2 separate regions of the Mus musculus genome follow, and region 1 is linked to region 2. Evidence: chromatin contacts called from public Hi-C data. All regions are on one chromosome and are shown on one strand. Each heading gives the region's core, a stretch centred on a gene start, on an enhancer-like site or on the middle of the called end of the contact. The rest is flanking DNA. Distances are from core to core; before and after follow the strand shown.

The links. A called contact is a pair of places that touch in the nucleus more often than the background predicts.
Region 1: a Hi-C map of cortical glia shows a contact between it and region 2, with 2.6 times the contacts expected there. The contact joins two enhancer-like sites. A contact is called at or near these places in 7 of 484 Hi-C or Micro-C datasets (bone marrow-derived macrophages, brain, cortical glia and 3 more).

Annotation. Positions count from the first base shown.
Region 1 is chr15:67,924,039-67,929,301 of GRCm38.p6, reverse strand. No RefSeq gene overlaps it. Among named protein-coding and RNA genes, the nearest start is that of Zfat, 330 kb to the left of the region's middle. Within about 2 kb of position 3,866, at least 2 of the 459 cell types and tissues checked have an H3K27ac peak or open chromatin away from gene starts, as enhancers often do. A contact at or near this core is called in cortical glia, where this site is marked.
Region 2 is chr15:68,068,545-68,073,332 of GRCm38.p6, reverse strand. No RefSeq gene overlaps it. Among named protein-coding and RNA genes, the nearest start is that of Zfat, 190 kb to the left of the region's middle. Within about 2 kb of position 1,987, at least 46 of the 459 cell types and tissues checked have an H3K27ac peak or open chromatin away from gene starts, as enhancers often do. A contact at or near this core is called in cortical glia, where this site is marked.

The DNA.
Region 1 (5,263 bases), core at 2,617-5,116, 150 kb after region 2:
AATCTCACAGCAAATATTTTGTTAACAAAAATTATGTGTCTTATGATAGGGTTTTGCCCAATCCTCAATTTACACAATGGAGAAATGGATACTGCCATGTGTTCTATCAAGCCTCCCCATAGACCCCCAAAGCCATAAGGTCATGGAACCATGAACTGAACCTTCATGAATTATCAAACACAGGAAAACTTTCAGAGTTTTTCCTTAGGTATTTTTTCCCCAAAGATAGCTCATTAACAGAGCAGTTAATACTGAGCTGTTAGAGAATGAGATTAGTGTTTATGAATGTAGCTAATGTTTTGGAACTTGCCATGCTCTTTGTATCTCTGATTTGAATACTTGATGCCAAAATTTGCTTCTAGAAAGTCTTTTAAAGACCTAGTCCCCAGTTTGACAGTATTGGGAGGTAGTACAAGCCTCACGAGGTAAAAGATCTTCCTTAGATCATTGAAAGTATGCCTGAAAGTGGATAGCGGCTACCTCTTCCTAGCTGTCTCTTATTGAGTTATCAGATACGTGCAGTCTCCGCCATGTGTTCTATCATGTCTCCCCATAGACCCCCAAAGCAACAAGGTCATGGAAACATGAATGGAACCTTCATGAATTATGAAACAAAGGAAAACTTTCTGAACTTTACCTTAGGTATTTTTCCCCAATAATAGCTCATTAACAGAACATGTTTACAAAGCTTTGGGCACCCCAGGAATTCTATGGCAAAGTTCTTTCCGTCTGTGTCAGATTGTATGAAGTTCAACACAATGTGAGGGGGAATCTTATTGATGAAATGTAAGTTAGACCTGGCATGAATTTGGAAGCACAAGGAGCAGAGCAACACTTGTCTAATGACACAGAGCAGGACCAAAGTTTCTGACAGGGGTTGGAGTTATATTCCTGAGGCCACATGGAACTTGACCCCACTCAAAGGCCATTTATTCTCTACACAACTGAAGTCTTTCAGATTTTGTTTTTCTAGCTGGCTTCATCCTTGTTAGCACTTGAGTTTGTGACTTAGGTTCTGTGTTCATATGTATATGTGTATATGGATGCATGAGTGTATGACCATGCATAACTAAATGTATGTGTTTTAGAGCTTTCAGTAGCACAAATATATTGAGTTGTGTGAGTTTAACTCCAAGAATTGATATATTAGAATGAGATTTGATGAAAACTTTTACAAGTATCAATTTACCCGAAAAATGTGAAGTAAAGAAATACTTTTGCTTTACCAATTTTGCATTATACGATCAAGGTAGAAACTCTTAACAATCAGAATATCAAATGTGATTGATTCTGGAGGGCGAGTTTCAAAAGAAACAGCATGGTGCTTCGCTGATCTGAGTTCTGGAGAAATTCTCCTACTGAGCAAAGAACATGTGATGCTCCCAATATGAAAAGAATTCCCTTAGGAAAATGTCTCAGTCTACAGCTTTTCCCTGAAGTCTGTTTGTCAGCTTTTCTACAGCACTGAGCACCATCCAGAATATTTTCGGAAGCCTGATAGAGCAAAAGAATGGTATGCTAATCAGAATCCTGTTGCTGTGAAGAAATACTGTGACCAAGGCAACTCTTATAAAGGAAAGTATTTAATTGGAACTTGCTTACAGTTTTACAGGGTTAGTTCGTGACCGTCATGATGGGAAACAGACTGGCATGGCAAGGAAACAGTAGTTAAGAGCTTTACATCTGATCCATAGGCAGGAACAAGAGCGGCGTGGGATAAGGAGGGGAACCCTTAGCTTGAGCTTTTCAAACCTCAAGTGTCACCCACTTCTAGTGACACACTTACTCCAATACAACCACACTTCCTAATTGTTCCCAAATAGTTCCACTTATGTGGGACTAAGCATTCATCTATATGTGACTGTGAAAGCCATTATCATTCAAATCACAAATAGGTTCATCTTTTTATCCTTTGAGAGGTATAAAGATTTAATCAGTCAAGTTGGACATTTGTGTGTACATCAGTAAAACATGAGTCATAGCCTGTCTTGGGTGTGCTATTTAAAATTCCAACTTACTTTGTCTTTTATGTGACATTTTCAGAAAAAAAAAATGTCACAGAAGCAGCCAGTGACAGAAATGCTGTTCGGAAAGAAATTTTGGTTTCTATATGGCTAGAATGTTTTTTTGTGGAACTCTATAAGCTAGTACAGTAAACAGAAAATAAGTTTGCTAGTTTGGAGACCTGGGTTTGAATCTGACTCTACTTTGTTTCTAGGGGGACTTCTTTTTGCAGTATAGTCTCAATGTCTCAGTACATTATTAACAAGAAATTGTTCAATATCCTACAGAATTAGTTGTCAGAGCAGTGAAATGGATCATGAGAGTAAATCGCCTGGTGCATGTAGATAGCAAATTCTAGTGCTGTAACATATCATAAGAGCTCACAATGTCCCAAACAAATTCTTCATTTGTCTTTTTTCCTTCTAACTTTCCCAAATATTATTTTAGGACTCACCACATACTGGGGATCCAAATTCAAAGACAAGTTGTCAGTATTGCTCCTGGGGCCCCAAGAAGCTACATTAATAAGAACAAAATTCTCTGAGAACTCAGGTAAGAGAAGTCACTAATCCCTCAAAGAAGAAGAGAGGGGACAGAAGTTACAGAGAGTGTAATTTATACTGAGTGTCAGAGAAGAAGGACAAGTTTGCTGAGTACAAATCAGGGAGCAGGTACTTTAGGCAAGTTTAGCATCGTGGAACACTTCTAGGAGTATTGAAAGTGTTTAACTTTGTAGCACCTTGGTGCCCTATCCCGTAGGCCTTACTATCAGAATGGTCGTTGCATCTTCTCTGTAGGAGAGGAATGGGGCAGGAAGTGCAGCTGGCCTCTGGGTTGAACAACAGTCATTTCTCTGTTTCTTTTTTGTCTTATGACCCAAGAGACCTTGATGATGGTGGACTTGCAATATAAAGCATCTTTATCATCCAGTTCATCAGGTGACCCACCAGGGCCTCATTCATATAAGTGATACCTGCAGCCCTGTTTTGAAAGTACTTTCCAACTCACATTTCAGTGCTACTACTGACTCCAAGATCAGAGTATCAGTAAACAATGAGTTAAAAAAATTCATTTATTACAATATAATTACATTGTGCCCTCTTCCTTTAATTCCCTTATTCTTTCTAATCCTGCTCATATATCTTTCCTTGCTTTTTCAGATTCTTGATATCTTTTTTTCTTTAATTGTTGTTAATTAATACAAATACAGTCTTCTCACTTCATGCAGTTACATATATGTACAGGTATAGGTATAGGTATAGGTATAGGTATAGGTATAGGTATAGGTATAGGTATAGGTATAGGCATAGGCATAGGCATAGGCATAGGCATAGGCATAGGCATAGGCATAGGCATAGGCATAGGTATAGGTATATGCCTAAACAAGAACTGAACAAGGGTGACATCAATAGAAGTGCTAAGAAAAACTTGGTGAGCTTTGAAATGCTCTCTGCAGCTTCCAAGATGCAGTTGAAATAGAATATTTCCAGTCTGAGTCTGGAATTGCTATTTGTCAAAAACAGATCTTTGAGACAGTGTAAGCTACGTTGAAAGCAAAATGTAATTTTAGCAAAGATTAGGCATTATGGGAATCCTAAGAGACAAACTAGAGTCCTGCTTCCTGACATTTGCTGTGTGGTCCTAGATATCAGGCTACCTCTTCCAGCACTGCTATCCTCATCCGTCTATCATGTTATACTATTTGGGCTTTCATCACAGTGGAACATCAGTACAGAACCAGTGTTATTAGAGATGCTAAATCTTCAACTCCATTAATTTTTATTATTTCTATTGGTGTCTGTTTAGTATCCATGCTGGCTGGGACTTTGTGGGTTAGAGTGACACCAATAGACACTAATGCGGAAGTGGGAAATCTCACTGGATCCTATCCCTAGACAATAAACGACAGGCAACTAAGGAGTGCTGAGAGCAGAAGAATTAGTCTTCCTCAGAGAAGAGCCTCCTGTCCCCGATTGGTTCTCCAATACCAAATGCTCAGCTCTGAAATCATTTAGTAGATATATTTTCTACCTGAAATTATACCCCAAACTACTACTGAATTGAGAAATGAGTGAATTAATGAATGCACAAACCAAAGCTTCAAAGCTTCAAAGCATTGAGATTTCTATCTTGGGTCATGGAGGAGTCATGGACATTTCTGATTTAAGGGCAGAGACTTTAGCTAACTGCAGGTATTGATTGCTTTCAAAACTGCTGACCTTGCAATCAAGTGAACCATGACTCCAAATAACTGAGATGTGGCAGAATATGGGACAAATGATGAAAGATGTCGAGTCTGCAGTTTTCACACCTCTTTAGAAACACTCAGAGTCTTTGTTACACATTTTCAGGAAAAGAATAATAGAGATCTATGATCTGAAGATTGGTATATAAATATAACAATCCGATCTAAGAACACTGAGCCAGGGGCATGACCTAGCATGGTTGGCCCCAATGCACCAGCTCTGCCCTGCTTCTCTACCTTTGAAATTTCAGGTTGAGCCGACCCTCCTGTCCATCTTCCCAGTTTTTATAGAAGCAATAAGGCATGTCTTCTAAATTTACTTTCTTTCACAGCAGCTAATTTAATATTTGGAGAGAACAACAGCCATGGCCATCCCTGGATGGTTGTTATTTATATGATCATAAACAAGACAGATTCAGCTCCTGATGCTACTGAATTGCCTTTAGTAGCAGCAGTAAGAGTCTCTGAAAAGTGTGTGTGGGGATAAAAATGAAATCGTCTAAAAGTCACCCCAAAGCATAGGGCCTGGTAAGCTGCTTTCTGCTTATGCACTTATTCTCTTTCTCTCACAAGTAATTTTTATTACTTCTTTTAATTTTTGAGATTATAATATAATTACATCTTTTCTGTTTCTCTTCACTCTCTCCCAGCCCCCCTCTTTTATGTTCAGCCCTTGCTCCTTTTCAAATCCTTGGTCTCTTTTTTTATTGTTGTTATATGCGTACATATGCACACACACACACACACACACACACACACACACACATATTTAGGAGTATATATATATATGTATACTCCTAAATGCATCAGTATAAGCTGATTAGTCTGAATATGATGCACATGTGTTCTCAGGGTTCTACATTCTAAATGTTTTGTCCTTTTACTCACAGATATGTATATTTTCACTCCAAATCAAAGAAACTATTCTTGACAACAGACAGAGGGTGTTACAAAGATCCACCACATCCAATCAAAATGCAGCATTGTGGAGTTCCAGCAGATATATTTGTAATA
Region 2 (4,788 bases), core at 738-3,237:
ATGTGTTTAAGTATAAACAGTCCCTGAGTCGGTTTACTTATCCATATGACGTTTTTTTTGAGTCACTTCTGCTCAAGATTCAACCCGGAGAAGGAAGAAGGAACAAACCAGAAGAGGAGGAGGAGAGGAACTGAGGGTTCTGCTGGAGAAGTTGAGGCTGCAGGCCGATTGTGGACAGGCCCTCCTACACAAGGCCAAGAGGAGATTAGAATTATTATTTTTTATGTGGGAAAGGAAGTGGTTAGGGGTTGAGCAGCCCTGCCATGGGTGTTCCTTCACTACTGCCAAGGCTCTGGAGCTGTGACCCCAGCCACTGAAGTGATTTGACATGGCTTTGTGTCCTGGCTGGGAAAGAAAATGTCAGTGCTGCTCACAAAGTCAAGGTGGGACCCTGTAGAGTGTCGTGCTTCAGGGCTGGCTGAGAGCTGCCCACAGCAAGCTCGGACAGAAAGGTTTAATATCCCTTTCCTCTTCACACTCTTCTTCAGGAAGAGTGAAATAGCATCTCATCTATGCCCAAGCTTGTCACCATCACAGGACCAAGCATTCTCCTTACTTCTTCAGTGGGAATGAGCCACAGGTGGTAAGCTGGGGTCCTAGGCTTCCAGAATATAAGAGGTGAATGTACCTCTGTCCAAGGGACAGTCCGTGGTCTCCAGCACTCCAGCCCTTCCCCAACCCTGCAGTACATCTTCACAGCTGCCAGCCAGGCCCAAGGCCAACATTCCCTTGCTATTTCCTTAGCTGGCAGGCTTTCCTGTTTTTGCCTTGTCCTTTGTGCGGACAATGGGGCCCGTGAAAGCCCAACTAGGTCAGATGGCTTCTCTACTCACCATTGTCCCATGGCTCCCCCTTCCTGAGGAGCACAGAATCCTGAAGTTGTCTTGTTCCTAGGGATGCTCTTTGACCACAGCTATCCCTGATTATCCTGTAGCAAAACGGCAATGCTGCCCACCCACCTCTGACTCTATCTCCATCAGCCTTCATCTCTGCCTTTATTTTTCACCTGTCTCTCTATAGCATGACTGGCCCCTGACCAGAATGTGTGGACCAAGAAGGTTCTGCTTTGCTCACTACTCAGCTGCATAGCAGCACAGCACCTAGAATACTGTTTCACATGTATCTGTTAGGTACATGGAGAAGAGATGAAGGCACTAACGTAATGTATGAGACCTGGTCTGATATGTGATGTCCACTGTATTCCCTGACTCCTCAAGACTTCATCAATAGCTCACCTGTCTTTCTACCCCATAGCCTGAGCTTTATAAGTTGTGTGCTACTCTGAGTTTTAAGTCCTGCCATGGAATGATCACAGAGAAAGAGAGGCTGCCCTTTGGCTGCATCACTGGACACTGGAGCCACAGACCAGGTCTCTGCAGTCTTCCCCATGGGGACCACATAACCACCACCATTCCAGAGTGCCCGTTTCAATTTGAGAAGAACACAACAGCGGCAGGGTATATGTCGTGTACCTCTTTTCAGCCAAAGGATGGGAAGTCTGCCCAGAGTTTACTGGGACAAATAGTCCTCAGAATGGGGATTGGAAAAATGGAATAATATGCATCCATTGTCCTCACCACACACTGCACTTCAGAGTGCACAGGCTTTGCTGAAAGCTAGCTTACGGAGAAGACAAGATTGCTGTGTGCAGTGCAGGAGGTAATCTCTCTGTATCCCAGGGGATGACTCCATCTGTCCTTCCTCCCCCGCGGCAGGGCCAGCCTGCGGAGACAATGGGAGGGAGGATAAATGGCCACATTGTAACTTATTTGATTTTGGATGGGTGGAAGGAAAGGCTTGATGTAGGGTGTCAGTGTCTGACATGAGCATGTCAGGCGCTGTGTGATGAGATAGGCAGGCACTTTTGGTTCCAGGCAGAGAGAAGGACAGGCGGGCACCCCTCCAAGGGGGTCACAGTAGGGACCAAGTGCTGGAAGCAGGGAGTGTGGGAGGATGCTGAACGGGGTCATTTAGTCACAACATGAATATTAATGAATGGCTATGAAACACACATGGAGCCCAGCCATGGAGTTCAGCACCATTCAGCTCCTGACTCTTCTTTGCACTGTGATAATAAAAGCTCCATTCGGCTGAGGATGGGGAGAACACCAAGATGACTCGCATTTCCTCTTAATCATCTCCAGGGATAAAACATGAACTGCCCATGTTGTGTTCTTAGCTGCCAGAGGCACTCCAATGGGATGGGATAGCTTCCTTTCCAGTGGCATCATTTTTTTTTTTTGGTCTATGTCTCTTATGTCCAGTTATTCTCAATGCCTGAAGGACAATCTTTGCCCTTTTGCTCTGGTGTGCCTTACTCTTGCAGGTCCCTGGTACGTGAAGCTGCTTGGCATTAAAATTTTCCAGAGCTGGTGATATAGCCTTTACTCTCACTCTTTCTGTGCAAGGAATAATATTCACAACTCCGATCTCTTGATATAATGTGTTGTTGGTAAAATGGAAGGGAAAGAGAGAACAGGATGCCTTTTGTTTATTTCAAACACCCCCCACCCAGCCAAATCAACACAAAATGGAAGGAATAGTCTGTTCTGCTGATAAACATTATTGTAACTTCTCATGAGTATATAGGGACATCCTTGTGGATGGATAATCAGAAACTGAAGTTCCCATTTAAGGTTGGGTCTCATACATACCTGCCTTTCTTTCTTTGTCTTCAGTACATTGATACCTTCCTGATGCTCCAGTTCCCAGGCGGTTTAGCTTCTCTGACCTCCAGGTTCTCTCCACTTACAGCTCCATTTTCTTTATCTCTTCTTTTCAGAACCCCACCTTTATTGATAAAACTTTGCTGGATCAAATGGCTCCCCACCTAATAGAGCTTACCTTCCTAACAGGGGTGCTCCTTTCTCAGCTGCAGAGACTCTGTACCCAGAGGGAACCAAGTCTTAGACTCTGCGGGAGCTTAGCCCTAATTCTTACTTCGTGGCTTTTTTAGTGGAATCCAGGAGAGCACTTAGCTACTGAGATATCATCAGAGGCAGACAAATGAAACTAGAATTAGATATATTAGGGAGTGTGCCCATGATGACTTCTAAGCTCTCTACCCCATACCATACTTGTGTGAATGGCTTTGGGGTTCTGAGGTTGTCAGTTAACAGATTATCCTGCTTCTTGTGGCTCAGATTTATCTCTTTACAGTTTATTCTGCCCCTTCAATGTAGCACCTGTGATATTCAGACTTCTCTCCTTCTGCACTCCTTTCTCAGCAGCCTCCAGTGTGTGTCTTTATGACCAGTGATGGCGAGGCAGGTGGGGACCTGTGTAGAGTGCTGATAGCAGATACCTGTCCTAGTTTGATGAGGTTAGTGATATGGTTCAAGGCACTGAGCTCCTCTTGGAGAGGTAACTGTTGTGGATTGCCCTGGTGCAATTTGTATTTTATGCTAATTCTACTTCCTTAAGAGGGACTGCCCCATAAGGAGGGGACCACATACTCGGGTGATTTTATGTGAACCTTCTCCCCATTTAAACTGGTCCAATAAAGGCTAGAGCCTGTGGTTGGGCAGTGGAAGGGAAAGGTAAGGCTGGAGGTTTAAGAGAGGCAAGAGAGGAATGGAGAAGGGGAGATGAGGAGACAGAAGAGATGGAGGAAGAGGAGGTAGAAGAAAAATGGAGCAGAACCACGTGGTCTGGAGGAGCCACAAGTAGCCAGGGAGCTCATAGCTGGGGAATAAAGTAGTATAGTGGTGTATCTGCCCAATCTAGGCATGATGTTTATGAATATAGCTGAGTTGTGTGTTCTTTGCATGGGCTTATTGGAGTTGGAGATTTACCACAACAGGTGACCACTTGTCTCCTTGTTCTGAGCCTTTCCCATGACTCTTTAGATTTTTTCCAGTTCCCGTTATGAACCATGGCATTCATGGGGATGAGGAAGAGGACTCTGTTCTCTGACTCCTGCCTAGCTCCACATACACTCTGACATTCTTCCATAACTGCTGACCAGAGGGATGGGCTTCCCTGTGCCTCTTCCTCTACACTATACATTTCTTTTGGTCAGATTCTTTTCCCAGGATGCATGGAGAGCAGTCACATTTCCTAGGATCTGAGAACACAGGACTGAGTCCCAGGTGCTGTAACTACAGTGTAGCAAGAACATGAGTTCTGTAGCTGGCTACCCTGGGCTCAGGAAGTAACCTTCCACTCACCCATCCCTGGAAGGTCTCTGAAATGTCCCTTCCTTTCAGGCATATGGTCTTGACCATTGCATACTGGTTTGCTGCTCATGTCCACTCCTGTGAGCTTCCAGAAAATTTCAAGGTGGTTGTAAACATGAAGTGTCCATTAAAGGAAGACCTGAAGAAATTCACTTTTTGAGCTAGAAAATCCAAGTGAAAGAATGACAGGCCAGAGAATTGAGAATAAAGACCATTATAAGTGGCAAGTATTTTAAAAAGTTGGGGACTGGATAAATGCACAGTGGGTAAGAGCACTAGCTGCTCTTCCAAAGGACTCATTTTTCATCCCTAGCACCAAAGTGATGGTTCACAGCTGTCTGTAAATCTGTCCCAGATTTAACACCCTTTTCCAGCCTCTGAGGACACCAGACATGTGTAGAACCCACATTTTTATTTATATGAATAAATGGAGGCAGAACATTTATTCATATAAATAAAAATAAATCTTTTTTAAAAATTAAAAAAAAAAGTGTGCTGTATGTGCCAAAAGCCTGGTACAACATGAAAACTTGAAGTAACTTAGCATTGTTAGTTTGGGATCATATTTTCTTTTCTGAAATTGGACAAAGGGATCTGGCCTCATCGGTGA